Regions from separate parts of the Mus musculus genome. Here all the other regions are linked to region 2. Evidence: chromatin contacts called from public ChIA-PET and Hi-C data. All regions are on one chromosome and are shown on one strand. The core of a region is the stretch at or near the end of the contact, and the rest is flanking DNA. Distances in the headings are between cores, read along the strand shown. Region 1 overlaps 4930544M13Rik (RIKEN cDNA 4930544M13 gene). Region 2 overlaps Arl15 (ADP-ribosylation factor-like 15). Region 3 overlaps Cspg4b (chondroitin sulfate proteoglycan 4B). Region 4 overlaps Itga2 (integrin alpha 2).

The links. Hi-C and Micro-C count contacts between places; a contact is called where the count stands out from the background. ChIA-PET counts read pairs in DNA pulled down with a chosen protein or histone mark.
Region 1: a contact with region 2 is called in a Hi-C map of the HPC-7 cell line, with 4 times the contacts expected there. The contact joins two enhancer-like sites. A contact is called at or near these places in 2 of 484 Hi-C or Micro-C datasets (the HPC-7 cell line and muscle stem cells), 4 of 115 datasets of contacts at active chromatin or transcription factors (embryonic stem cells, extraembryonic endoderm stem cells, heart atrium and 1 more) and 1 of 9 other capture datasets (embryonic stem cells).
Region 3: a Hi-C map of embryonic stem cells shows a contact between it and region 2, with 6 times the contacts expected there. The contact joins two enhancer-like sites. A contact is called at or near these places in 1 of 15 datasets of contacts at CTCF or cohesin (stem cell-derived epiblast-like cells), 37 of 484 Hi-C or Micro-C datasets (the AtT-20 cell line, B cells, the C2C12 cell line and 19 more), 3 of 115 datasets of contacts at active chromatin or transcription factors (astrocytes and embryonic stem cells) and 1 of 9 other capture datasets (embryonic stem cells).
Region 4: a contact with region 2 is called in an RNA polymerase II ChIA-PET map of memory CD8 T cells, with 6 read pairs. The contact joins two enhancer-like sites. A contact is called at or near these places in 1 of 15 datasets of contacts at CTCF or cohesin (large pre-B cells), 1 of 484 Hi-C or Micro-C datasets (CD4 T cells), 3 of 115 datasets of contacts at active chromatin or transcription factors (T-cell acute lymphoblastic leukemia, embryonic stem cells and memory CD8 T cells) and 1 of 9 other capture datasets (embryonic stem cells).

What each region holds. Positions count from the first base shown.
Region 1 is chr13:114,677,157-114,683,143 of GRCm38.p6, reverse strand. 4930544M13Rik (RIKEN cDNA 4930544M13 gene) reads right to left here. Exons shown (of 7, transcript NR_045976.1): 4 at 54-167. Among named protein-coding and RNA genes, the nearest start is that of 4930544M13Rik, 73 kb to the right of the region's middle. Within about 2 kb of position 2,948, at least 66 of the 459 cell types and tissues checked have an H3K27ac peak or open chromatin away from gene starts, as enhancers often do. A contact at or near this core is called in the HPC-7 cell line and extraembryonic endoderm stem cells, where this site is marked.
Region 2 is chr13:113,868,429-113,874,675 of GRCm38.p6, reverse strand. The region is part of intron 1 of Arl15 (ADP-ribosylation factor-like 15); the gene reads right to left. Among named protein-coding and RNA genes, the nearest start is that of Arl15, 77 kb to the right of the region's middle. Within about 2 kb of position 4,050, at least 125 of the 459 cell types and tissues checked have an H3K27ac peak or open chromatin away from gene starts, as enhancers often do. A contact at or near this core is called in the HPC-7 cell line, extraembryonic endoderm stem cells and memory CD8 T cells, where this site is marked.
Region 3 is chr13:113,334,891-113,340,823 of GRCm38.p6, reverse strand. All of the region lies in intron 5 of Cspg4b (chondroitin sulfate proteoglycan 4B), which reads right to left. Among named protein-coding and RNA genes, the nearest start is that of Gm41070, 27 kb to the left of the region's middle. Within about 2 kb of position 3,768, at least 21 of the 459 cell types and tissues checked have an H3K27ac peak or open chromatin away from gene starts, as enhancers often do.
Region 4 is chr13:114,841,630-114,848,252 of GRCm38.p6, reverse strand. It overlaps Itga2 (integrin alpha 2), which reads left to right. Exons shown (of 30, transcript NM_008396.3): 25 at 199-309; 26 at 2,316-2,420; 27 at 4,725-4,838. Among named protein-coding and RNA genes, the nearest start is that of Mocs2, 27 kb to the right of the region's middle. Within about 2 kb of position 2,287, at least 51 of the 459 cell types and tissues checked have an H3K27ac peak or open chromatin away from gene starts, as enhancers often do. A contact at or near this core is called in memory CD8 T cells, where this site is marked.

The DNA of each region.
Region 1 (5,987 bases), core at 1,699-4,198, 810 kb before region 2:
TTCTCATGATCAGTTTTCCTTTGCATGCCAAGGAGTACCATCATTCCACCTACCACCGGTAATGGTGTCCTCAGAGCCAAAGCATCTGTGAGTGACTGAGCCACAAAATTCCATTCCAGAAACTGCTTCCCAGGATTAGCTCCTTTCCACTAGCTTGCACTCATTTTCTGGAAACAGAAATGGAGGGTTGCGTGAAAGTCATTGGGGACTGTAGGAGACTTCTCTTGTAAGATACAACTGGAAGGACCAGAGAAAAGATGGTAGGAAGACAGAAGGGTGAACTGACATTCAATAGGCTTGCAAATGAGACCTCAGACAATCTTAAGAATGTCAACAGTTGCTTTAATTGATCTAAGATTTGGATCTTTTAGATTTCAGACATTGTCTCTGAGATGGTCATAGTAGAGTAACATGGGGAAGGGCAGTTTTCTCTGCTCAAGCACAATATCCAGGCACAGTACAGTGACCCTTTAAAAGCTGAGCTGCTGAGCAGCATGTGACACTTTCCTCCTATAACTTACTCCTATCTACTACTTGCTTAGGTCAAAGGACAAAAGGCTTTGTTTCAACATTCATTGTTTTCAAGAGAGCAGGCTAACACATAAAAGAATGTATTGCCCCAGTCATTGTGCTACTGCCTTTCTGAATAGCACTGTTTATACCATGTTCTTACCATGATGGCTCTACAGATCTATAAACAGCTGTCCACAGACTTCTTCATCAGCTTCTTGGGTAATTTCCTTCAGCCTCATTGGACCTTTTAAAAATATGACAGTACCCATGCCACAATCTCTCCTCAGGGGTCCTGAGCTCTGCAGATCCCCTGTCACCAAGCTTCATCAATACCCCCAACTGTCTTTTTTTTCTTTTTTACTTTCCCTTTCCCTAGCATTAATAGAGAGTACACATTTCTTACAGTCACTTTTGCTGCGTTATCTCCAAGTTCCCTGTTCTGTCTGGTGGCTTTGTTTTTTGTTTTTTTAACTTTTTCCTGTAGTCAGTTTCCTACACGCCATATCCTTTGACAAATGCCAACTGTGGGTTCTGTTTTCCTGCTGGGTTCTGTCTGAAGCAGTCATCTGATAAAGGGAAAGGAGGTAGTGGGCGATGTGACTTATGCATGTGAAGGATGAGGATGGCCTGCAGCAAGGACTGATCAAAGCTACAAAGACACAGCTTGTTGCACTGAGTTCTGTATGTGGTCAGCAGCATCACTTCTCCGATGGTATCACTTATGGCCACCAAGCTGTAGGAAGAACGACGGCAAATGTAGACGTTGATTAAAGATTTGTTAGTAGATGGGTGTTGGAAGGGAAATGGCCAAGGTTATCAAAGACTCTGGGAAAGACCTGTAAGCCAAGTCTCCCTGAGTGAAGTTCAGAGCACATTGAAAGTTTTATTCCAAGAGAGATGTAACTACTTCAGCGTATAAATAGAATTAAATAAGAAAGTTGTTTTATACTAGGGCTTTGGAGGGGACAAGACCACCCTACTCTATCAAATTTGTCTCCGGTTTCTTTCAGTGATGTAATGGTTAAGCCTTATCATATGATCAACGATTTCATCAAATCTTTGCTAAGCAAAAGTGGTTCATTGCTTTTGAGTCATCATTTGGAGTCTACTTAGGTTACATTTAGTTAATAAAGAAACAAATAGCTGAACTCTGTTTTGCCTTTTATATCTCATTCTGTTTGTCAAATACTCCAGGCTTAGGGAGGGTCAGCTCAGCACAAACTGCTGCACATTTCCAGAGCAAGTGCAGATTCTGTAATCTGTTGTGTAACAAGACTCTAGGGAGCCACCTCGTCAAAGCAAAGACACTCCCCTAGAGAGAAACTTACCCTTCATTAATACAAATTATGTTGAGGACAACTCATATCCTGAGGATAGGAAGTAAAAGGCGATCTACCCACTCTCGCCAGTACCTGATGTTCTTTAAAACCATCACTTTCACATGGAGGAAGTAGTCTCTTGAATGCAGAGCCCATTTGTTCCCACCCTAAGGCAAACAATGGTGCATCTGAGAGGTCTCCTTCCTCCCTGGGCTCTCACTTTCATACCCTTTGTTACTCTCAAACCCAGATGGAGCTAGAGATGTTTCTCGAGGCTGTTCACTCGTGCAAACCAAACTGCAGTGTGGAAGGAGTTTTGTTGTGATAGTGGTGGCAGTGATTATTGCACACACACACCCAAATCCTCTTTGTTGACAGTAATACAGTACTTTAATCAGTTAAAGGGAGTTCTATTTGGCTGTGGCAATTCTGGTTGCAAAGAAACAAACTATATTCAAATAAAACCAAAAGGAAAAGATTCCATTTGGGACTGGGCTTTCTTCTCAATAACTCTCCCTGTCCCCGAGCATTGCAGGCCAGTGAATATTTGCTAATACTTGGATACTGTGGGGAAAGAAATGCTGGAGAATAGCAAGAGCCTCTTGTCCCCACACCTTGGGCAGCATGAACTGTGTAAGAACACATCCTGTGAGACAGGTTTTCTAGCCGAATGGAAACTTGGTTGGTAACGGGACTCGCGCTTGGGTGAATAATTAACCCAGGTGTTTGCCTTAGCTGTTACTGTATAACAAACCACCCCAAAAGACCGAGACAACCACAGCCTATCAGCTCCTGACTCTGCAGTCTGAGGCTTTCACCAGAGCAGGGTTTGGCACGTTCTAGCTGTAGCTGTCTGTCTCTCGTGTGTCTGTAGTTATCTGAGGGAACAGAGTGAGACTTGAAAATCCAAGATAGTCTTATTCACGTCCCCGGGGCTTGTCTTTTCAGCTAATCTCCACAGACTGTAACTGCTTGTGCTTCCCATAATTACTGTTCTCTTCTCTAGCATCATTTACAGGAACTAATTCACCTGGGGCGTTTGCCGCTGTTGTGTGCTCCTACAGCCCCTGGGTACTGGCCCAGCCTCCTACACTACAGCTGAGCTGGTCACCCTCTGTGACTTCACCTCCCCATCTGATTTCTGCTTCTGCCCAGCCCCAATGAACACAAAGTGGATGTCAATAGCTTGAGAACAGAGCCTTCTTGTTTGTGTTTTTATCCCTTGCATCTGGCACTGCGCCTGAATAAGAGATTACCTGTTGAGGAAGTACAACTTAATGGCCAAATTGGGAATTAAAAAAATAATAATATTAATTCCACTGCTGTGGAATTTCCACAAATTCCACAAAACGGAGATTGGGTAAAAGGAAGTAAAGAGCAGGGCTTTGAATGATGAGTCATTTTGATGTGGTAATGGCAGAGTTTGATAAAATCTGCTTTTTCATGACTACATTTGACTGAGGTAGGTTTTTCTCAAGAAAAATAGGAAAACAGTCGAAATCAGTTAATACAGAGGTAGGAAACAATAATATTAGTGTTTTTACCATTTAGGAGTATATGAAATACCTAGCAAAATCATTTTTAGATGAAGATTTTTTCCCTCATCTCACTTTATTTTAACTACTTATTCTCCTATAAATAGTGTTATATAAGTCATACATATCATATACATAATTCTTATTTCCTGAGTGCCGTGATAAATACACCATAGAATAGGAAAATGCAGCCAGATAAGAGGTATGTGAAAAAAATCAAGGACAGAGTTTTGGGGAACAGTACTTGCCAAATGGGTGAAGGGAACCCGAAAGAGCCAAAAGGATTAAAACAAGAAACCATAGCAGCAGGTACCTTTCATGGAACCCTGAACTCAAGAAGATCAATTAGAGTTGTCTTAAATGCAGCAAAGGGCCAGGCCTTTGGCTCTACGGACACATTCGCCAGATGGCTACACATCCAAGTGAGAAAGCACAGCGCTGGACCCACTTTGGGTGTCCGTTCTTTGAAAGAGGGAAACTTCTAGAGAAGGGCTTCCCTCTGGGCAATCTGTCAACACAGCAATCAGCTGGAAGTGAGTCCATGGGACTGGCAGCAGGACGTGGCTGGCACACCTTAATTCCATTTATTAAAACCCTGCTCTAGTAACAGAGCAAGTTTAGACTTCTGTTTGACAATTTGAGAGCAAGGAGACTCAAATCTCCATTGTTAAAAGCACGAAAAACCACATTCTGGGGTGGTAGTAACTTTCAAAGATGACTCGTGATCATTTTCATCAGAATTCTACTAAAGCACACAATTATAGGAGCAGTGTGTACTAACCACAAAATGAGTAAAGTTTCTGTTATAACGTGCAGAGTTTGAGTAGATGGAGCAAGTATACAGTAACCATCAGAATGATGTATAAGGGAGTTTGCTTCCTGGAAGGCTGCCTTATGGAAGCTGCTGATACAAATCCCTGGAAATAAGAATATGAGCCTTAGGAGATGTGTGTGTGTGTGTGTGTGTGTGTGTGTGTGTGTGTGTATGGAGGGTGGGGGCAGGGCTTTGCAGAGCATTGCCTTAAATTAACTTCATCACCCAAGAAGCATATCCATCTATACTCATCATTTGGGGGGAATTAGGAGGTAGGATGAGACTGGATGTCAGCAAAGTAATAACACTGTGTGCACAGTGTTCCAGGTGGATGGAGGGGAATAAAAGGGAAAAGCTTTGAAGTGTACAGAAATATGGATTTCTCCACTCGATCTAGTCAAAGCGAGTATTTGGATGAGATACTTGTACTAGTTTAGCATGTATTTATTTACTGGATGCCTATGTGGCTGATGGACAGAACACCACGAAGGATTCAAGAATGCATGTACATAATTCAGATATTTGAACAATTTCGTAGTGTAGGAGTTATAAAAGAATAAATATCAGAGCAAATTCAATGTAACTACTGATGCAAACTAAATATATTATATGTAATATATGTATATGTAACATATATTTAGCAGGACTATATGTAACATCTGCAGCTTGAATTCTGTATGTAAAAAATGGGGTTGAAAACCCAGGATAGCTTTGAAGCCATTCACCGGCACTTGCATACATTCCAAGTATTTGCTTTGGTAATCAATAAAGCTAAATGACTCTAAATGATATACATTTAGTAAAATCATGGCGAGCAAATGATCATCACCCAATTTTCCTAATTCCCAAGTCTCAAAAGTGTCAAAGGACTCAATATTTTGAACTTAAACCTTTTGCTACTCAAATTCACCTCCTTCGTCATCAGTTCCAAGAAGGCTTTCAGTCAATCAATGACTGTGTCAGGTGATATCTTACTCATTGTCTCTATTATCACAATGACGCCTCGTCAGTTGTATACAATTGTTCACCCACTACACTACAATCTCTATCTAAGTGGAGGTAGATACTCAACACATGCAAGCATATGGCCGGCTGGGTAAGAAACTAACAATCGTGCATTATCTGAGGAAACTGTACTAGAAGAGAGGCTTTCTTACCTAGCTGTACTGTTCTGAATATCCTTCCATTTCGTCTCATCTAAGCATGGCCCAGGAATCTCTAAGTCCTTTCCAAGTAAGTTTACTGAATCAAGAAAGCAAAGCCAGAGGAAAGAAGATTGGGAAGAGTGTGTATGCTTCTGTGTGAAAAACACTTCCACATTTTAGCAATAACAACAAATTAGCATTGATTTACTGAGGACTTCCATAGCATGATCTGTGCTTACTATTTTGACTTTCTCAACCCCACAGCATGCCTACTTCAGCCATGCACTAAAGCAAAGCCTTAGAATGAGCTAATATAACCGCAGTGTTACATGGTTTCAACATACCCGAACCATAACAGTGATATGTTTCTTCTCGTCCTCCTACCAAAATCTGCCTTCTGCATCTAGTAGTAAGTATAAAAGTCCTTTGTGATGACTAGGGTAGCTACAATGTTGTTTCCTAAGAATAAACAACAATACCATCAGACTGTAAGGTCTGTTTGAGGAACAGAAAATAACGATATCTACTGATAATGTTTTTACCCTATTTCTATTTCAGAAAGCAGTAACAGAATCAGATGGGCATCCAACTGTCATTTTGTTATTGGTACAGCTAGATTGAAGAGTGTGGCATGGAGTCAAGACTCTCTTCCTCTCCCCTG
Region 2 (6,247 bases), core at 2,801-5,300:
GGAAACACACCTTGATACACAGGAGCCAAGGAGACTGACTTCACTGTAAATGAACCACGCTGAAAGAGAGTGCTCTTCCGGGACCTGTCTTTTATTTTACAACAGGGAAAGCACTTGAGGTGATGGTGTGCGGGCACACGCACACACACACACACACACACACACACACACACACACACACACACACACACGGGGAGAGAGAGAGAGAGAGAGAGAGAGAGAGAGAGAGAGAGAGAGATCAGTTAATGAGACTCTAACTGGTACAAGAACAAATCTATCTATCTAAAGCCCTACTCTTCCTAAGTGTGGATTTCACACAAAGACCTAGATGTAAGGGAACCGATTTTACACGAATGCCAAATTTCCATCAAGCTGAGAACAGGACAGCCCCCAAACATGCAACAAATCATGGGCTCCCAGAAACATATTTGGCCAGAAACGTAAGGAGCAGAGTCAGAAGAGAGAAAGAGCAAGAAAAGAGGGAAAGGGGAGAAGGAAAACAGAAGGGAGTCTAGAGGTAAGAACAAAAGTGAGCCAGCGTGAAATGAAGGATGAATCCTAGAAGGGTAAGAAAGGGCTTCCCGAACCCCAGGCCCTCTCCCACTCCTGGGGGATGGATGGATGCCCCTCAGCTACAAGAGCCGTCCAGTGAACAAAAAAAGCCAAGGAGGGGGCAAACTTTAAACCAGTCCCTTGGGATATTCCAGTTAGAGGAATCATCTTTAGCTAAAGATTTCAAGATCAAGTGAGGCAACAATGTAACCTTATGTTTCCGAATGTGTCCTGCAACCTCCAGGTTTGCTTGGCTGATTCCCAGAACACGGAAAACAAAACCCAAAACAGAAGGTAAAAATAGCAAAAGGGATCTGGGCCACCATACGAATCTCTCCTTTGCAGGACAGTCCAGTCCCGGTGAACTCTGGCAGGGCGGGGCCCGCAACAAACCAGAACCGCTGCTTTGTTCATCAAGCGTGGGAAGTCGGTCCCTTTTAAGGGGTTGGAGCATCTGTGCAGCTGAAGGGAGGGGACAGCTAAGAGAGGAGTGGGGACACATATTCCTTCACTCTCAGCCACCGACCCCCTCAGTGTAAGAAAGAAGAAACGCAGGTGCACGTGCAGGGAAGGGTGAGGAAGTCTCTCCCAAGGCCTTGTTCCTTAGCTTGAGACTGGATGGAATTCAGGAGAGCTCAGACAGGTCACTCGAGAGTAAACTGGCCTTCCCACATCTTATCACCAGGCAGCTTTTATGACTCCACGTGGTAACAAGTCAACAGCACATCATCCTCTCACCATTGAAAGAAAGCAACAAAACAAGCAACCCTGTTCCCAGCATCGGGGATGAATTCCCTCCTGGGGAACAGATGTCAGACCCAAGCTTCTCCTCAGAGTCACACCACTATTGCACAGTGAGCACGTCTTGCCTGGGAAGTCAGTTTTGCAGCGTGCCTGGCCCAGCACTGGGTAAGACCAGATGCCCGTATGGAGCCTTCTAGAACTATGAAAGCTACCCAGCAATGAGTTTCCTGGTCAATTCCAGATTGATTTCTCAGTGTCGTGCCACCAAAGAGGATGATGTTTTCAGCAACAGAGTCTTACCATCTACTGAGGGGTGGGCAGCCAAGAGCAATGGAAAAAGCCTGACTGGTTCTGGTTATCTCTGGGACCTTAACAACCTGTGCCTGCCGCTGAGAGTTTCACTTGATAGCCCATGTCTTCTGGGAGGAGCACTAAATGTGGGCTACTTCTATTGAAACTTCATTAAAAAAAGAAAAAAATACCTGTATTTCTAATTAGTTTCCAAAACAGTAGCGCTTCTTTACACATCCAAATGTTCATGTTATCCAACTGTCCTCTAGATCATTCTATTTACACCTGTAGATTTGTGCTGTTCCCCAACCTGGTCAGAGACTCACTGCAGTGGGTAGCTGTGGGTGCAGAGATGTATTATCACTGAAATGTTAAAAATAAGTCCCAGGCTGGGGAGACGGTTCAGAGGTTAAGAGCACCGACTGCTCTTCCTAGAGATCCTAAGTTCAATTCCCAGCAACCACATGGTTGTGCTCGCTAGTAGCCTGATCTGCAGACTCACGATTAAGATTCTCAAAGCAAAGCTTCAAGAAAAATCTAAGAAGGGTCTACCCGAGGACTTACTACAGAGCATTAAATGGCATTTAAAAGTCCTACGGTCTTTCGAAAGAAAACAAGAACAAAACCACCTCTAATGAATGGAAGCGGGGGTTCAAACTATAATCCTGACACAGGCAAAATGGCCACACCCTACACTGAGAACGCACCAGGACCAGGAGAATATAGAACGCAAGCCAGGCCTCTCTTTGCAACGAGAAGGCCAGAGGAATAAATACCTCAACAGAGAGCAGAGCCTTGACTGCCCAGGACAGGGGGCGCACTGAGCACACGGAAAACCAAGCCGCAGGAAAACCAAGAAGTCAAAGCCAGATGTGGTGAGGGCTTCAACTGCATTAGGATAAAATGTGTTTGTGGCCATGCGGGGAAGGGACTTGAGGAGCCTCGGGTTTAGGAAGTTAAGTCTCAGCAGAGTGCTGTTGGGACGAGAGGCCGGAGTAACCGGCCAAGTCCGAGGAGGGGCTGGCTGACCTCCAGCAGCCGAAGTGTGAGAATGCACAGAGGTGACCGACCGATCGTCTGCAGCCTAGAGGGACAGCTCTCTCATTAGACAGCGCTGCCCTGTGAGGAAGAGAGTTCAGACCAGAGAGGAAGGTGGATCTCAAGAGGAAAAAGGGTTGGGGGGGAGGGGGAGGGAGAAAAAGCAGGGATTTACTTCGAGGAGCCAACAAGACAGACAGGCAGAAGACGGACAGGCAGACTAAAACTTAATCAGTTGATGGCTGGACTTATGGATTGGGTCCATCTGCCAAGATTCCAAAGGATTTCACGTGGCTCAAATACGTAAATACAACAAACAGCGAGATGGAAAATAGAAATTGTTATAAATCAGCATCTAGGCTCAGCAAGTTAGAGATTGGATTGTGGAACTCAAGCGGGACCTGGGGACTGAAATTGAAAATTTGGACACCGTCAGTGTGAAAGTGACCGCTGTCACTGCCCCTTGAGAGTGGGAGTGGCGGGACTGGGGTGGGGGCGGGAGCGGACTCTCATTTTTTTTTTTCACTTATAACAAGCTTTTGTCATTTAAACTTTTAATCAGCAGATACATCCTACTTCTTGAGATTTTTTTTTTTAATATATCCATCTTTTTGGAGGAAAGAAAAAATAATGAAACAAAAAGAGCAAGGTTGGAGCAACAGACGTCATCAGGCATTAATTAGTCCTTAGGTACGAACGCGTACTGCATGTGATCAGTTAGTTAGCCAGGCCTGGAAGGAATCACAGTAACTCTGCTCAGAATCCTGGCGTGGCCGTTTTTCTTCAGGGCCCAGGAGCCAGTGGGAAAGGCACGGGCAGGCAATTAAATGGGATTTAAATGTCTCCTCTTTCGCTGATTCCAGGCTGGGGGATTAGGGATGTTCAACTTTCCAAACGACAGAAAGAACATTGGTTCTGTGGGTGTGGAGGCTGAGCGGTCCGGGCTCATCCTCTCTCCAGTCCATCAGGGAAAGAAAGAGACTGTCGGCAAGAGGGTCCCTCCACGCCTGTGCGAGTGACAGGGTGTCTCCCACGAGAAGCAAGGGAGCATGGCTAAGCCAACTACCCTCCCTGCCTCGAGGAGGCTCTGCACTGTCTTCTCTTCATCCTCTGGCCCTCTGAGAGGCTGGCACTACTGTGAGGCTCCTTCACTAAATGACGAAGGAAAGTCTTCCAGGCTGGAAGACTGGCTGGTAGTCACTGCGAAAGAACCATCTATCTGAAAGGTTCTAAGACGGGCATTGCTACATCTCAGGTTAGAGGTGAACTAAAAACCGTAACAGAATCACTAAGTTCTACAAACTAGTCTTGTAAGTAGGAATGTCTCAGGCAGGTCAAGCAACACAGCTCATCTCTCCCGAACAGCCAAAGATGCAGTGGGGCAGCCGCGTTAGGGCACCCGACAGGACAAAGCACGTGACCCCGTGACGGCTGCGCACATCCTAAAGCCACGCAGCCTCAACACTTCCTGTACACTTTCCGGGTGTGAACTCTGTAGTATGCCGATAAACAAGAAAATACACCACAAACACTTCCTCTTAGAAGCTTCCAGCAACCATCTGTTTCGTTTTAATTTTTCCACGTTTGTATCTCTTCCTGTTTCCCTTTGGAATCCACTTTTTTTTCTCTGTGACCCGTGGAAACATCCTGGCTTCTCTCTCCTCTGCATGCTCCCAACAGGGCAAGCCTGGGTAGTTAGCCTGCTTTCCGTAAAAACACACATTTTCCAAACCTAGATTTGAATTATTATTATTATTATTATTATTATTATTATTATTATTAGAAATTAAGTGGGAGTCCCTGGCCATGTCCAGGAACTTTACCACCTGATTAGTGCCCTAACCAAGATAGGCTTTCTGTTGTCTCCTGAAAACTCAAGCTATGGTTCCAACAAAAGGACTGAAGGAAAGTCAAAGGCCCACTAAGAGAGGCATTAAGAAACAGATAATGTTCCCAGAAGAGAAGACAACGAGGCTGAGTTAAAACGATAACCTGAAAAACTTGTCAGAAAGGCAGAAACCACATCCATTTTAGTGACGAGAGTTCAATGTAGCAAGCAAGTTAAAAATGAACTCACGAGCTGGACAAGCAAAATGGAGACAGTCAGAGCCCAGAGATGATCAAAGGAGACTCGGGAGGTTGTGGAGCCTGGGGGAAAGGCGGCTGGCCAGAGGAGAGGTGCTGCCCAGCGGATGTCTGGGAATCCGAAATGAATCGGAAGCCTGTGACTCGCCATCCCTCAGGTGAATTTGTTTCCACTTGGGAAAAGCACGTGGAAGGGTCTGTGAGGGGTCACACCCTCTCCCGTCTGGAGGGACATCTTTGACAGTCTTATAGCATAAAGGCCACTTCTGCCACCTCGGCTGTCAGTGGTCATACCTCAGATGTCAGCACTCATTCCTCCACTAAGCCTTCTCCAAGTGTCTGGAGACGTGAGCCATGAGGTGACAGACTCTGGAACTCAGTCGCTCAAGTGTGGCCTGCCTAGAAAAACCAGACTCAGCGTATAGCAAAAGCCTGTGGGGGTGGCTAATAAGCTGAAGTCATACTAAGAGTGCAAGGTTTTGTTTTTCCTCCCCTGATAACTTGTATTTTCTTCACTACCAGTTCCAGCACACATCCTCTGAGGGGAATTGCACAGTATTTGGCTGACTGCACCCGCCCCCTGGTGGCTACCCCGGGGTAAGGCGATAAGCCAGGAAATCCTGATGGCCCGCACAGCAGAATCTTAGACAACCAGAAAACAGAATTTACTTGATTGGAGAACTAGGAAGAGTTGGTGTAACAAAGTACAATTTCTAAAAGAAAAACTCACACATTGGTAAGTATACTTTCCCAGGCCTTTCTTATTTATCTACTGCAGCCAAGGGGATTTGTTTACATCTCACTAATCTGATTTGTTGTTCTATCCTCTTTGTCTAACTGTGCCCTTTAGGGTGGGCCTAAGCTGTGCTACTAACAAGAACTGGGCTGCTGCCAGGCGTGGTGGTGCACGCCTTTGATCCCAGCACATGGGAAGCAGAGGCAGGCGGATTTCTGAGTTCGAGGCCAGCCTGGTCTACAAAGTGAGTTCCAGGACAGCCAGGGCTACACAGAGAAACCCTGTCTCAAAAAAACCAAAAAAACAAAAACAAAAAAACAAAAACAAAGAACTGGGGTGCTTCTTATATGCAACGAGGGCTCAGAGGATTTGGCTAAGGCTATATGTCCCTGCCACCTCCTGGAACACAGTCAGATCCCATCCAAGGCCAACACAGACCAAACTCTCGGGAACTGAGCCCCACCACGCCTTAGGCCTTCCTGGTGCTTTTGTACAATCATTGTTATGGTGGCAAAGAGTGGCTTGGAAGCTCCAGGGCAGGCATTTACCTGAGCAAGGTCCACAAAGAGTGAGCTTCGAATCAAGACAGACAGATTCAGTTTACAAAGGAATTGGCCAGCCAGGGCATGGTAGCACATGCCTTCCATCCTGGCACTTTGGAGGCAGAGATGCACAGATACCCAAGAGTTCTAGGCCAGCAAATGGAAACACAGTGAGACCCTGTCTTGAAAAACAAACAAACAAACAAACAAACAACAAACAAACAAGAAGTCCAAGAAAGGCTCCACCAAGTAGCTGTGT
Region 3 (5,933 bases), core at 2,519-5,018, 530 kb after region 2:
CAGTGGGGAAGCCACAGCAGGATGGGAAGTGGGCTGGATCTGGGTGTCTGCTAACGGTGGTGAGGGCTTAGACATGAGAGTTACAGAGGAAGGAAAGGCAGGGGGCTGACAACACACTTTCCCAGTGACAAGGAAACGTTGCCCACCATTGAAAGGGAGACAGCCTCATGGGGAGTGGACAGCGGAGAGCAGGAGCTCACTGTTGCTTCTAAAATGAGTCTCACCGGATGGAATCAGATATCAGAAGTTTTAAAATCAGGGAGTCACATGATGTGGGAAATGCCCCCCCCCCCCATATTTGAATGTTTAATCACCAGGGAGTCGAACTCTTTGATAGAATTAGGAGGATTAGGAGGTGTGGCCTTGTTGAATGAAGTATGTCGCTAGGGGTGAGCTTTAAGGTTTGAAAAGCCATGTTCAGCCCATTCTCTATCTCTCTCTGTGTCTGTCTCTGTCTCTCTCTCTGTCTCTCTCTGTCTCTCTCTATATCTCTCTGTGTCTCTGTCTCTGTCTCTCTCTGTCTCTCTCTCTCTCTCTCACTGTCTCTGTCTCTCTCTCTCTCTCCCTGAGATCAGAATGTAGCTCTCAACTACTTCTCCAGCACCATGCCTGCTGCCATGCTCCCTCCCATGATAATAATGAAACTATAAGCAAGCCTCCAGATTAATGCTTTGGTTTTGTAAGAGAGGCCTTGGTCATTGTGTCTCTTCACAGTGACTAAGACACATGGCGTTTCACCAGCACCAAAACAAGTGGCTTTATCATTAGCTCAATTTTCACACCTTTACCTATGGCTATTGCTTGCAGAACACAGAGACATCATGTGCACACTCCTGAGTCTATGTGCCATCTTTACTGGCAGACCAACACTGCATCTGCTTCTATGCTTCCTAGCAGAGAATCTAAAGCTTCTCTCCTAAACCGTTAAATTGTTATGTCGCATGCTCAAAAGGAACAATTTTCCTTTTCCACAGAAAAGGAGGCGCTTTTGCAGTGACAGCTCACATCCCATGCCACTGAAAGAGAGTTTGAATGGGAGTCCAGAAGGTATATAGGGCTTTTTAAGTTTTCATACCAAACCTGATATCCGGACAATAAAAGTCATTCCAATCACATCCAAAGTGTCACACAGATAGCAATCATCATCATCATCATCATCATCATCATCATCATCATCATAATCACATCCAAAGTGCCATACAGATTACAAGAAAAAACCTCTTTTGTGAATAATCCTCTAACTTGGTGAATGCTGACAGCTATGATCATAAATTATACATAAAATTTATATACACATGCATAAATACACACACACACACACACACCAGAACTTATACATACAAATCTGTGTTCAACTCTATAAGGCTACTGTGGTGGTTTCAATAAAAATGGCCCCATAGACTCATCTGTTTGAATGCTTGATCCCTAGTTGGTGGAACTATTTGGGAAGGATTAGGAGGTGGAGCCTTGGACTCAAAAACTTGCAGTTAAGCATTTTCTTTTGTTAGATTCCTTGGTCATGGTTTCTCTTCACAGCAATACGAACGCAACTAAGGCAATTCACTATCTTGAAGAATAACTCATGCCAATAAAAACAGCACTGCTAAAAATTCAAATTCTTGAGTTCAAATTATTTTTGTGCAAAAACATTGGATTTTGGTTTTGTCCAATGATAACCAGGGTTCAAGTCACTGTGTTCATATTTCCTAGCAATATAACCTTGTCCACATCTCTTAATCTCTCTGGGTTCTAATTTCTTCATCAGTAAAAAGGAATAATGGGGATATTATCTATGTTGTACTTAGCACAACCTCACCTGACATACAGCAAGTCTTTAGTAAATACTAGCTTTGGGTAGCCCATTTTCTTCACAAGATTTGGCTCTGAGGATAAGACCATATCTGGCTGTTGTGTTATGGTACTATGTGGCAAGCTAGGTTCTTCTGTGTGTGTATCACCAAAGATACACACTCAGCCCAAATGTAACTTCCAAAAATATTAGATTTACTTTATTTGTATGTATGCATGTCTATGCATACACATATGTGTGCAGGTGCCCTGGGGAGCCAGCAGAGGGAATCTGATCCCCTGAAGCTAGAGTTATAGGTAGTCTTGAACTCTGCAATGTGGATGCTGGAAGGCAAACTGCAGCCTGCAAGAGCCGAAAGTGTCCTAATCAGTAGGCCATCTTCTCAAGCCATTGAGTGTATTGTTCTTTAACACTACTCTACTTTAACACTATACTAAAGCCAGCCCAGTTCCATTAACATCATGAAGGCTATTTCCTATCACACACTGCATATATTGCTTTACTTCACATTACCCATCATGGGAGGGGGCATTTACCTGTTAACAACTTAATTTCTGACTGTTTCTCTCTCAGTCTAAGGACAATAGCTTTTCAGTGTCTACTGGAAATACAAAATTAACAGTGTGCTCAGATTACAAGGACGTAGGCTTAATTTAACTTGTGGAAAAGCCACGGTTTCTATAAAATATATACGTGGGCCTGTTTAACAGTACCATGACTGCCAGTTTCAGGCTTTACATTTTTAAATCATTCCCTGTAGCTTATTTTTATTTCTTCAGGAATGAAAATTAACTTGAGAATGTGCTGTCATTTTCCTTCCTGTAACTTGTAGACCCTGATTATTTTTTCCCAATCAGGAGCTTAGAAGAGTTATTTTTCCACTGTAGTTCCTCTAAGGCCAAACACTGCTTTCCCCTGTCACCTCTGGAATATACCACCTTCTAAAACAAATGGGGAACCTGTCACTAGCTCAATTAGCAGTCCCATTGCTTCAAGGGAAGCTCTAGTTTAGAGCCCAGCATTGGGTCACAGTAACTTCAGATATGTGGAGAGAGGGACAGCAATGAGCTCAACCTTGAAGCCAGATTTGAAAGTTATGTAAGGTTCAATAAGCAAGTGTCTGAGGACAAACCACACTTGCCCTGAGGACAAGCCACACTTGCCCTGAGGACAAGCCGCACTTGCCCCTGGGGGTAGTACACGAAAATTCACCTCTGCTTGTTAGAGGAAGAGAGGCTGACCTCCTGAGTTACCAACTGTGTCTACCCAATGTCATCATAGTTGTGCTATCAACATTTAAAGACTCTGGCCTTTGGATCAGGTTTCAGGGGAGTTGTATAGAGTACTCTGATGAGCTGCCCTGCTGTGTGGCATTCTGGAAGGCCACTGACTTTTACAGCCTCCACGCTTCCACTGCACCTGGTTTGCAAAGCTCCTTCTAGTTATTCTAAATAATTGCCAAAAACAAATAAGTGTGTGTGGGGGGTGTATCTCCAAGGGACAGTCCTTGATTTGCACACACTGGGTCCTGGGTTCAATCCCCAGCACCATACAAAGCCAAGCCAAGCCTATCTTTAAAGTAAAAACAAGGCAAAGCATTATAGTATTATATTACAGGTCTTTTTTGAAAAATGGGAAAATGAAGCCCCCTCGTGGCCAGAATTTTATGTGGCCTGTGTAAAACACCACTTAAACTCAAAAGCACTCTTAAGAATGGATTTGAAATGTAAGTGAAGAAAATATCTAATAAAGTAATTTTAAAAATCGAACGACAACAACAAAAAAAGAAGGATGGATTTCAGAGCAGAATACAAAGGAGTCACTAGGGATAGCATAACTCTGAATCTGCTTTGTCAGAGCACAAATAAATGACCCCATTCATGGCCCCCAATTCCCTTAGAGATGGGCCCGCCCGCCAGCCCTGCAGTTTAAGGATGTGTCTTGTTCCTGCAGGAGAAAGGCCTCACTTGAAACCCTACACCAGAGAAGGCAATGCTTAGACTCTGCTCTGAATCCCCAACCAGAGTCCACCATGCCACCAGGATCAATTCCCACCTCTCCCACGCTCTTCTCCAAAGCAGACTGGGGTGGACACCCTTGCTATCTACAGGCCCTGGCAAGACTGGGAGGAAGAAAGCCATATAAGGTCACCTGAAAGCTTTAATAAAATGCAGATTGGAGAGAACATGAAATCTGGGTCAGGAAAAGGTACCTGCTACCAACCTGAGGGTCTGAGTGTGCCCCTGGGACCTGCATAGTCGAAGGGGAAACCAACTCTTTGCAAGTTGTCTTCTGACATCAATACTTGTGTATGGTGTGTGTGTGTGTGTGTGTGTGTGTGTGTGTGGTCCCTTTACCGTATATCCCAAATAAATCAATGTGATTTTAAAAACCCATAAATCTGAAGGCCTTGTGGAAGTCACATTTTGCCTCTGTCCCAGATTCTCTCTCTGCTTAATGTTGTTATTTGGGCTAGTCATATCTACTGCCCATATCACACATCCCACCACTAGTCTCTCCAGCCCAGACCATGCTCATTATAGAAGTAGCTTACCTCCAAGCCACACCCCAGCCCTTTACTTCACCCCTACCCTTAACTCTGTGGGAAGCTCATACTTCCTCCAGGTTCTTGGGTTCCTATACTGTAACTGTGCAGGAGAAAGCAGTAGTGCTTCATTGTGATCACAAGTTCACACCTTAACTCTGCTATATCCCCGAGGCTCTGTCTGTCTGTCAGCCAGTCTGTCTCTCTTGCAATCTTAGCCAAGAGTCTCCTGTGCTATAGTTTTCCCCTTTTTTCAAATAAAAACGATACCCTACAGAGTTGTTGAAGGCTTGTGTCACAGGCTGAGCCCAATACCAGGCACAGAATAAACATTTCAGCAGTATTAGCTACCGTGTGACCAGAAAGTGGTCATTATCTTCATCAACCAATTGCTCTGAAATAAAGAGAAGAAATGCTGCTGTCAGAAATGATCCCTACATTTGAGAGGAACTACCCACACATCTGCTACTAGACAGTGTGCTCAGTTAGCCGTGGCTTTAACTAAGTGCATATGCTGTCCACATTCACATCCAGAAAAATGGACAGACCTGATAATCCTTTAATATTATTGGGAGTTGATTCATGACACTCCCTGCAGTGTGGTCAATGCGCTTAGCTGTTCCATGCTAATTTGCCATCATTGCCAGCCACTCTGGTGGGAAAGGGAGAAATAGCTTGAAAACAAAGATAACTGGGGGCAGAAACTAATAGCATATCTTGGATCCTGTGAACTGCCTAGAGCAGACTTTCTAAGAGACGAAGGCTAATTCCTGGCTGCTGCTTGGCTCTTTTTCTATTTGAAATTAAGTTGAGATTGATAATAGATATTATCATTGTGCTTCAAAATTTCAATGCACAAGACTACATTGTTCGAAGACCTTTAGGCAATCTCTCTCTCTCTCTCTCTCTCTCTCTCTCTCTCTCTCTCTCTCTCAGTGTGTGTGTTTGTGTGTGTGTATGTGTGTGTGTCCCCTCAACTTTACCCCCTTTACTTCCAATGTTTAAATCCTTGTCATTTGTTATTTTTCTTCCATCATGACCATGACTTTGAATGACCACCACAATCCATAAAGTGAGATGGCCAGGTTTGAAAGCAGATACGTACTGTTCCCCATCCCAGCCTACTTTCTAGCTGGGAAGGGCAAGCCTGTGTGAACGGGCAATGAGCAGGCGGGGTTAATTAGTCTGGCAGAGCTAGGACATTGAACAGTCATTAGGAGACTTCAAAGATGAGGACAACAAGCAGACTTCCCTGCCTGGAAGTGAGACGACTCTTAATGTAGTAAAGAACTCTGGCAGTATTAGGTGCGGAGGGTGCAGTTATTATAGCAGGTACCTAGTGGCTTCATTATCACCCTATGGTATCAGTTTCTGGGAGTTCAGGATTTAGCACTTTCAACAGATGAACTCCTAGAACTTGACTCAACTCATAAAAGGTCATGTTTCCGGGAGAGACAATGGCTCAGTCAGTGAAGTGCATGCCACACAAGCTGGAGGACTTCGACAATCTCCAGCACCCACATACAAAGCCAAGTTTGTCTGGCATGTGCCTGTAATCCCAACATCGGAGGGGGAAAG
Region 4 (6,623 bases), core at 1,038-3,537, 980 kb before region 2:
CAGACAGCTTGGGAGTGCATGGCCACTGACTTTTTGATGGTCTTTAATTTTCGGGTGAAAACGTGATCTTTAGTGAGGTTCAGTTCCTGCCCAAGCTGCACTGCTATTCTCCATTCCCCTCGCCATGGACAGCGTCACTGAGAGCATCACGGATGGTTTTTCTGACAGCATTTGCATCTCATGTTATTGTCTGCTTAGGTAACAGCCGGAAGTGCCCCAGTGAGCATGGCATTGGTGACTATCCACATTCCTCAGTACACCAAGGAAAAGAACCCACTCCTGTATCTGACTGGGATACAAACAGACCAGGTAAGGACAATACACCTGGCCACACAAATAGAAGTGACCCAAGGCTTAAGGATGAGTGTGTCTGCACCTGAAAGCTGAAAAACAAGAGAGACAATATATGCATCCCAGATGCCAACAAACTAACATCAAACTTCATATGTCCTAAGAAAATCGACAACCTGCTTTAAGTGGTCAGAGGTGGTTGCAATTATTCTGTTTTTGGTAGGAGGTGATTCAAGTTGGTCAGAACCCTCCTAGGAGAGAAAACCAAGACGTGAGAGGTTTGGGTTACTATGGGCACACAGTAGGTCTAGAAAGCTGCAATTAATAGCTGGTCTTCCAGGAAGATGCTTGAAGACCAGTAGTACTCAGGCCTAGTTATCCATTTAAACCACCCCAATTACTTTTTAAAGAGAAACATCAAGGCAATGAAATCTGAATCTAAATAGAAGGCCAGACCAAGCAGCCTGGACCAAGAGATAGTGTGTGTCATAGCCAAACCTCCTAACATTGGCTCACCTTAAGTTAGGCACCTAGCTGGTCTTACAGTAGTGTTGTTTCTGTAATGTGCATAGTAAACCTAAAGGAGTTAAAGTCCTAAATAGTTCCAGAGAAAAGAATACTAAATCATTCATGATGTTTACATCTATTAATCCATCCATCCATCCATCCATCCATCCATCCATCCATCTATCTATCTATCTATCTATCTATCTATCTATCTATCTATCTATCTATCTATCTTTACTACAAATTTATCTAATGTCATACGAGCAAAGTATTAGTTCATTTTGCATCGCTACAATAAAATGCCCAAGGTTAGTCAAACTTTACAGATAAAGAGGTTTATTTAACCCCTAGTTCCTGAGATTCAGAGATAGCTGCCAGCATTATTTCATCTCTGGTGAGTGTCTCATGGTAGTTGGTATAAGAAAGAAAGAGGAAACGGAAGTTCATTGCCAAGTAGGAAACTGGAGAGAATTCTCCACCCCCCTTTTTAGGACATCCTTCCAGTTAATTAGCTGGTAGATGTTCTACTGGGACCCAACTCTTTTTTTTTTTCCTGTAGACCAGGCTGGCCTTGAACTCAGAAATCTGCCTGCCTCTGCCACCCAGCAACTCTTAAAGGTCTCATCCTCTCTCCACACTGCCACTTTAGGGACCACAGTTTTTCTTTTTATTCCTCTCTCATATATTATACCCCAATTGTAGTTTCTGTTCCCTACCTCCCCCCACTCTCCCCCTCCTGTCTCCCCTCTCCTTCAGACCCATGCCCTAAATCTCGCTCCGCCCCCCTCAGAAAATAACAGACCGCTCAACAACATCAACCAAACATAGCATAATGAGCTACAATAAGACCAGGCACATGCAATCACATCAAGGCTGGACAGGGCAATCCTGTAGGCAGAGAAGAGTCCCAGAAATAAAGTCAAGGACAGCCTCTGCTCTCACTATTAGAATTCCCATATCTACTCAGCTATAACATATATGCAGAGAACCTAGGTCAGACCCCTACAGGCTCTCTGATTCCTGCAACCGCCATGAGTCCCTGTCAGGTGGTTCTGTGGACCATATTCTTGTGATGTCCCTAACACCTCTGATTTCTCCAATCCTTCCTCTGCCTCCTCAGCAAGACTCCCAGAGTTCCTCAATGTTTGTCCATGGTTCTCTGCATCTGTTCCATCAACTGATGGATGAAGACTCTCTGGTCTCTTTGATGGTGATTTAGCTAGGCTCTGGGGGGATGGGGTAGGACTACTCTTTTAATGTGGTGAACTATGAAGTACAAACCACATTGAAATCATGACAGGTTGTGAGAAGCTGGCCTGCCTTATCAGGTCACATCAGCTCACTGCAACAGTTGAGCCTTTACTGAAAGAACAAAAGATTTGGCCACTGGGCCTCTGAGAAAGGAGCCTAAGGGCCCCACCCTGCACCCCACATGTCAGCAGGATTTCCTGGCAGGCTGAAAACACTGACAACTACCGCTTTGCTTTCCAATTCTGATGTGGTGTTCTTCTCTGTAGGCTGGCGACATCAGCTGCACAGCAGAAATAAATCCACTCAAGCTACCACACACCGCCCCTTCTGTATCTTTCAAGAATGAAAACTTCCGGCATACGAAAGAATTGGTGAGGAGAGAGCGATGTTACACCAAGCTTGCCTTTAGGGATCTGGTGTTTGTTGGAATCGTGACTCTTACTTTACCCCAGCAGCTGATACCCTAGGGCAGGGGTTCTCAACCTGTGGGTTGCAATCTATTTGGGCTCAAATGATCCTTTCATGGGGGTCGCCTAAGACCATCAGAAACATCAGGTATTTACATTATGATTCATAACAGTAAGAAAGTTACAGTTATGAGGTAATAACAAAAACTAATTTTAGAGTTGGGGGTTACCACAACATGAGAAACTGTATTAAAGGGTCACAGTATTAGGAAGGTTGAGAACCACTGCCCTAGAGAGAGTATTCTTCTGGCTTTAACGGCAAGTGTGAAGTAGGATACAGCAAATATGTTTTCAAGCTTAGGCCGGCAGTTTGCTGCAGCATCAACAGGACACATGCGGTTACTATGGAGGTGAAAGGGGGCCTAGAGAAGGTGGAGGGTGCACAGGGTCAGGGGATGGTGAGCAAAGCAGGATCAGCAGAACCAACGCCTGCTCCGCTAACCTTTAAAGCCGAGCTCTGTATGATGACTGACCCTGATCCCCATCTCTCTGCCTGCCCTCGGGGGAAGAGTTAGTGTAGCACCTAGCATGGTTCTTGGTACAGACTCAGTCACGGGGTAAGTGAGCAATAAACTCTAAGCAAGCTCTCTGCCATCCCTGCATGTGGAGTGTGTGTGTGTGTGTGTGTGTGTGTGTGTGTGTGTATGTGTGGTGAGAGAGAGAGAGAGAGAGAGAGAGGGAGGGAGGGAGAGAGGGAGGGAGAGAGAGAGAGAGAGAGAGAGAGAGAGAGAGAGAGAGGGAAGGAGAGAGAGGGAGGGAGAGAGAGAGGGAGAGAGAGGGAGGGAGAGAGAGAGAGAGGAAGAGAGAGATGTATGTGCATGCATGTGTGTCTGTGTGTCCATATGTGGCTGTATGGTACACAACAAGTATAAGGACTTGCTCGGCTGTGAATGATGCACAGGCTGGGGCACTACACGATTGCTCTCCATTGTGTTATCCTGAGACAAGGTCTCTTGCTGCACTGGATGCTCACCATTTTGCCCAGGCTAGATTGCCAGAGAGCTCTCAGGATCCACTTGTCCCTGCACTGTCTCCCCAGCACTGGACTACAGGCACACAAGCCATATGAGGCTTTTTATGTGGCTGCTGAGGACTTGAACTCTGGTCCTACTGCTTGCAAATGCTCTTACCCACTGTGCTAGCTTCCTGGCTCCCATGGACTCCTTTTAAAGAAGCTTTAGTTTGTAAATCAATTCATCATGAAATCATGTGGAATGTAGAAGACTTTCCTATATACCTCCTGTTGACACATATTCATGGATTCGTCCACCGTTGAAATCCATGATAGAGTAGTACATGTGTCACAAGTGTGACAAGTGACAGAGCTGCACTAACATGTGCTTGCCTGAAACCATTTTATACTGGGGCTCCAGTGTTCACACTATGGGGTTTGAAAACGTATAACAACCTGTTTTTGTTAATTATGGCACCGCATGGGGAGCTTAACGACCCTAAAAATCTGTTATGCTCTGTGTAGTCACATCTCCTTCTCTCCCCTAACACCTGATAACTACTGATTCGTTTACTAACATATCTTAATCTAAGAAATGCATATTAAGTTTAATAATTAAAGTATACTACCTGTTCTTTCTGTTCAATAATTTGCTTGCCTTTACATGTTAGCAACACACTGCCAATAACATGAGTTAGTTACTGTGTTTTGCCTGTATGGTCATAAATAGTAGAACGAACAGGTGAGCCCTTCTTTTCACGTATTTCTGTTATCTCCAAAGGTATCCGTATGAACAGGAAATAGCTGGGGTGGGGGTGGGGGACCTGCCAACTCACTTTACATTCTGAAACATGATACCAAAATCTCTTGAAGAAGAGTTATAAGTAGTAATACATCAGAGATTCCCCACCTGCAGGTTGTGACCCCTTTGGGGTTGAATGACCCTTTCATGGAGGTTACCTAAGAACATTGGAAAGCACAGACATTTACATTGATTCAAAATAGAGGCAAAATTAGTTATAGTTATAAAATAAATTTATGGTCTGGAGTCAGCACAACATGGAGAACTGTATTAAAGGATTGCAGCATTAGGAAGCTTGCACACCACTGCAACAGAGCCCAGCAGTGCCTGTATCCAGGGTCCTTCCTAGCACTGAGCTGTATCTTATCTTTTTGTAAAGTTTTAGCATTAGTAACACCGGTCTCTCCCCTCCTCTCTTCCCCTCTCCCTTCTCCTGTTGACTCTAATCTGAAAGGACTGCAGAACCACTTCCTGCAGTAACATCACCTGCTGGCTGAAAGACCTTCACATGAAAGCAGAGTACTTCATCAATGTGACAACCAGAGTTTGGAACAGGACCTTTGCTGCTGTAAGTACAAGCCAGATAGTAAGTTCACATACTTCTCCTGGCTTTGCCTCAGGATCATCTGGAGAGCTCATCCAGAGGTCTGTCTCTTAGATGCCACTCCAGCCACGGCATCTCCATGAATAGTGTCAAAGATGCCTTTGCTGTCCTTGCCATAAACAGCATCTTCTTGGTCTCCCACCCAATGTCTCCACAGTTCTCTATTTGCAGTTACAGCTGAATCAAGATGGCCATGCCCCTGTCTCTATCCTTGGGTTCTTAGCTAAGTGTATTATTGATCTTAAACCATGCAGAAGATAAATCCATCAGGAGGGTCTGTCTCCCTCTATGAAAACAGGCAGGTACTCTACTGTCTTGGTTTAGCTTTAATTTGATGAGTAAATCCAGAAAGTCTACGGCTCTTAGGCTATTTCAATCTCATTGAAAACGAAAGTACCCCAAAAATTAGCATGGTGTCTCTGGACAGCAAGTGTGAGCCTACCATAGTACAATTGAATGCGGATTGAGAAGCCAGTGTTTCGGTCTGGCAGGAACAATGTAAAGAGGGACAACATAAGAAGGGGCAGGCCTCAGCCTCTGTGATCCTGGCTGCCTGAATGACTAGCGACTCTTTCCTCCAATGTCGGCTCTGATTGTTGACAAAATATCTTGGTCTGAATCTCCCTCCCGGGCTCTGTATGGCTCTCGGTGGATCTTTCTTTTTATACTCTGTTCCTTCCATTTTTCACCGTTTCACAGTCATCAATAATCTCCATTCTCTGTGTTGATTAGAGAGTGCCCTCCTAACTGGCCCCGGAGTCAAAACGCAGTCAGGTTGAGGCAAGATATAATATGAAAACAGAAAGTTTAGGGAAAGATTACAGAACTGGGCAGTTGGGGAGACAGGCATTGGGGTTCCTTTTGTCCGGGGATCCATCCCATAATCAGCTTCCAAATGCTGACACCATTGCATACACTAGCAAGATTATGCTGAAAGGACCCTGATATAGCTGTCTCTTGTCAGAGTATGCCTGGGCCTAGCAAACATAGAAGTGGATGCTCACAGTCGGCTATTGGATGGATCACATGGCCCCCAAGGAAGGAGCTAGAGAAAGTACCCAAGAAGCTAAAGGGATCTGCAACCCTATAGGTGGAACAACATTATGAACTAACCAGTACCCCGGAGCTCTTGACTCTAGCTGCATATGTATCAAAAGATGGCCTAGTCGGCCATCACTGGAAAGAGAGGCCCATTGGACACGCAAACTTTATATGCCCCAGAACAGGGGAACGCCAGGGCCAAAAAAGGGGAGTGGGTGGGTAGGGAAGTGGGGGGGGGAGGGTATGGGGGACTTTTGGGATAGCATTGGAAATGTAAATGAGCTAAATACCTAATAAAAAATGGAAAAAAAAAGAAATTTTCAAGTACATGCTCCAGAAATAACAAAGTGCTAGGGGCTGGTGAGATAGTCCAGCTCTTAAGCATTGGCTACTCTTACAGAGATCCTGAGTTCAATTTCCAGCAACCACTTGGTGGCTTATGACCAACTACAAAGGTATCTGATGCCTTCTCTTGGCATGGAGGTGTGCATGTAGACAGAGCACGCATACCACAAATAAACAAATAATAATGAAAGCTGAAAAAAAAAAAAAAGAAAACCTTCTCTTCTTTTGTTTGCTGGTCAATTGCTTTGGCGCTGGAGCCTCTGGGACAGCTCTGTGTCCTAAGATGTGACACACTGTGTTGGATGCAACTCCCCCCCCTCCCCCCCCCACCAGCTGCTGCTGCAGCTTAGTGTTCAGTCTTAC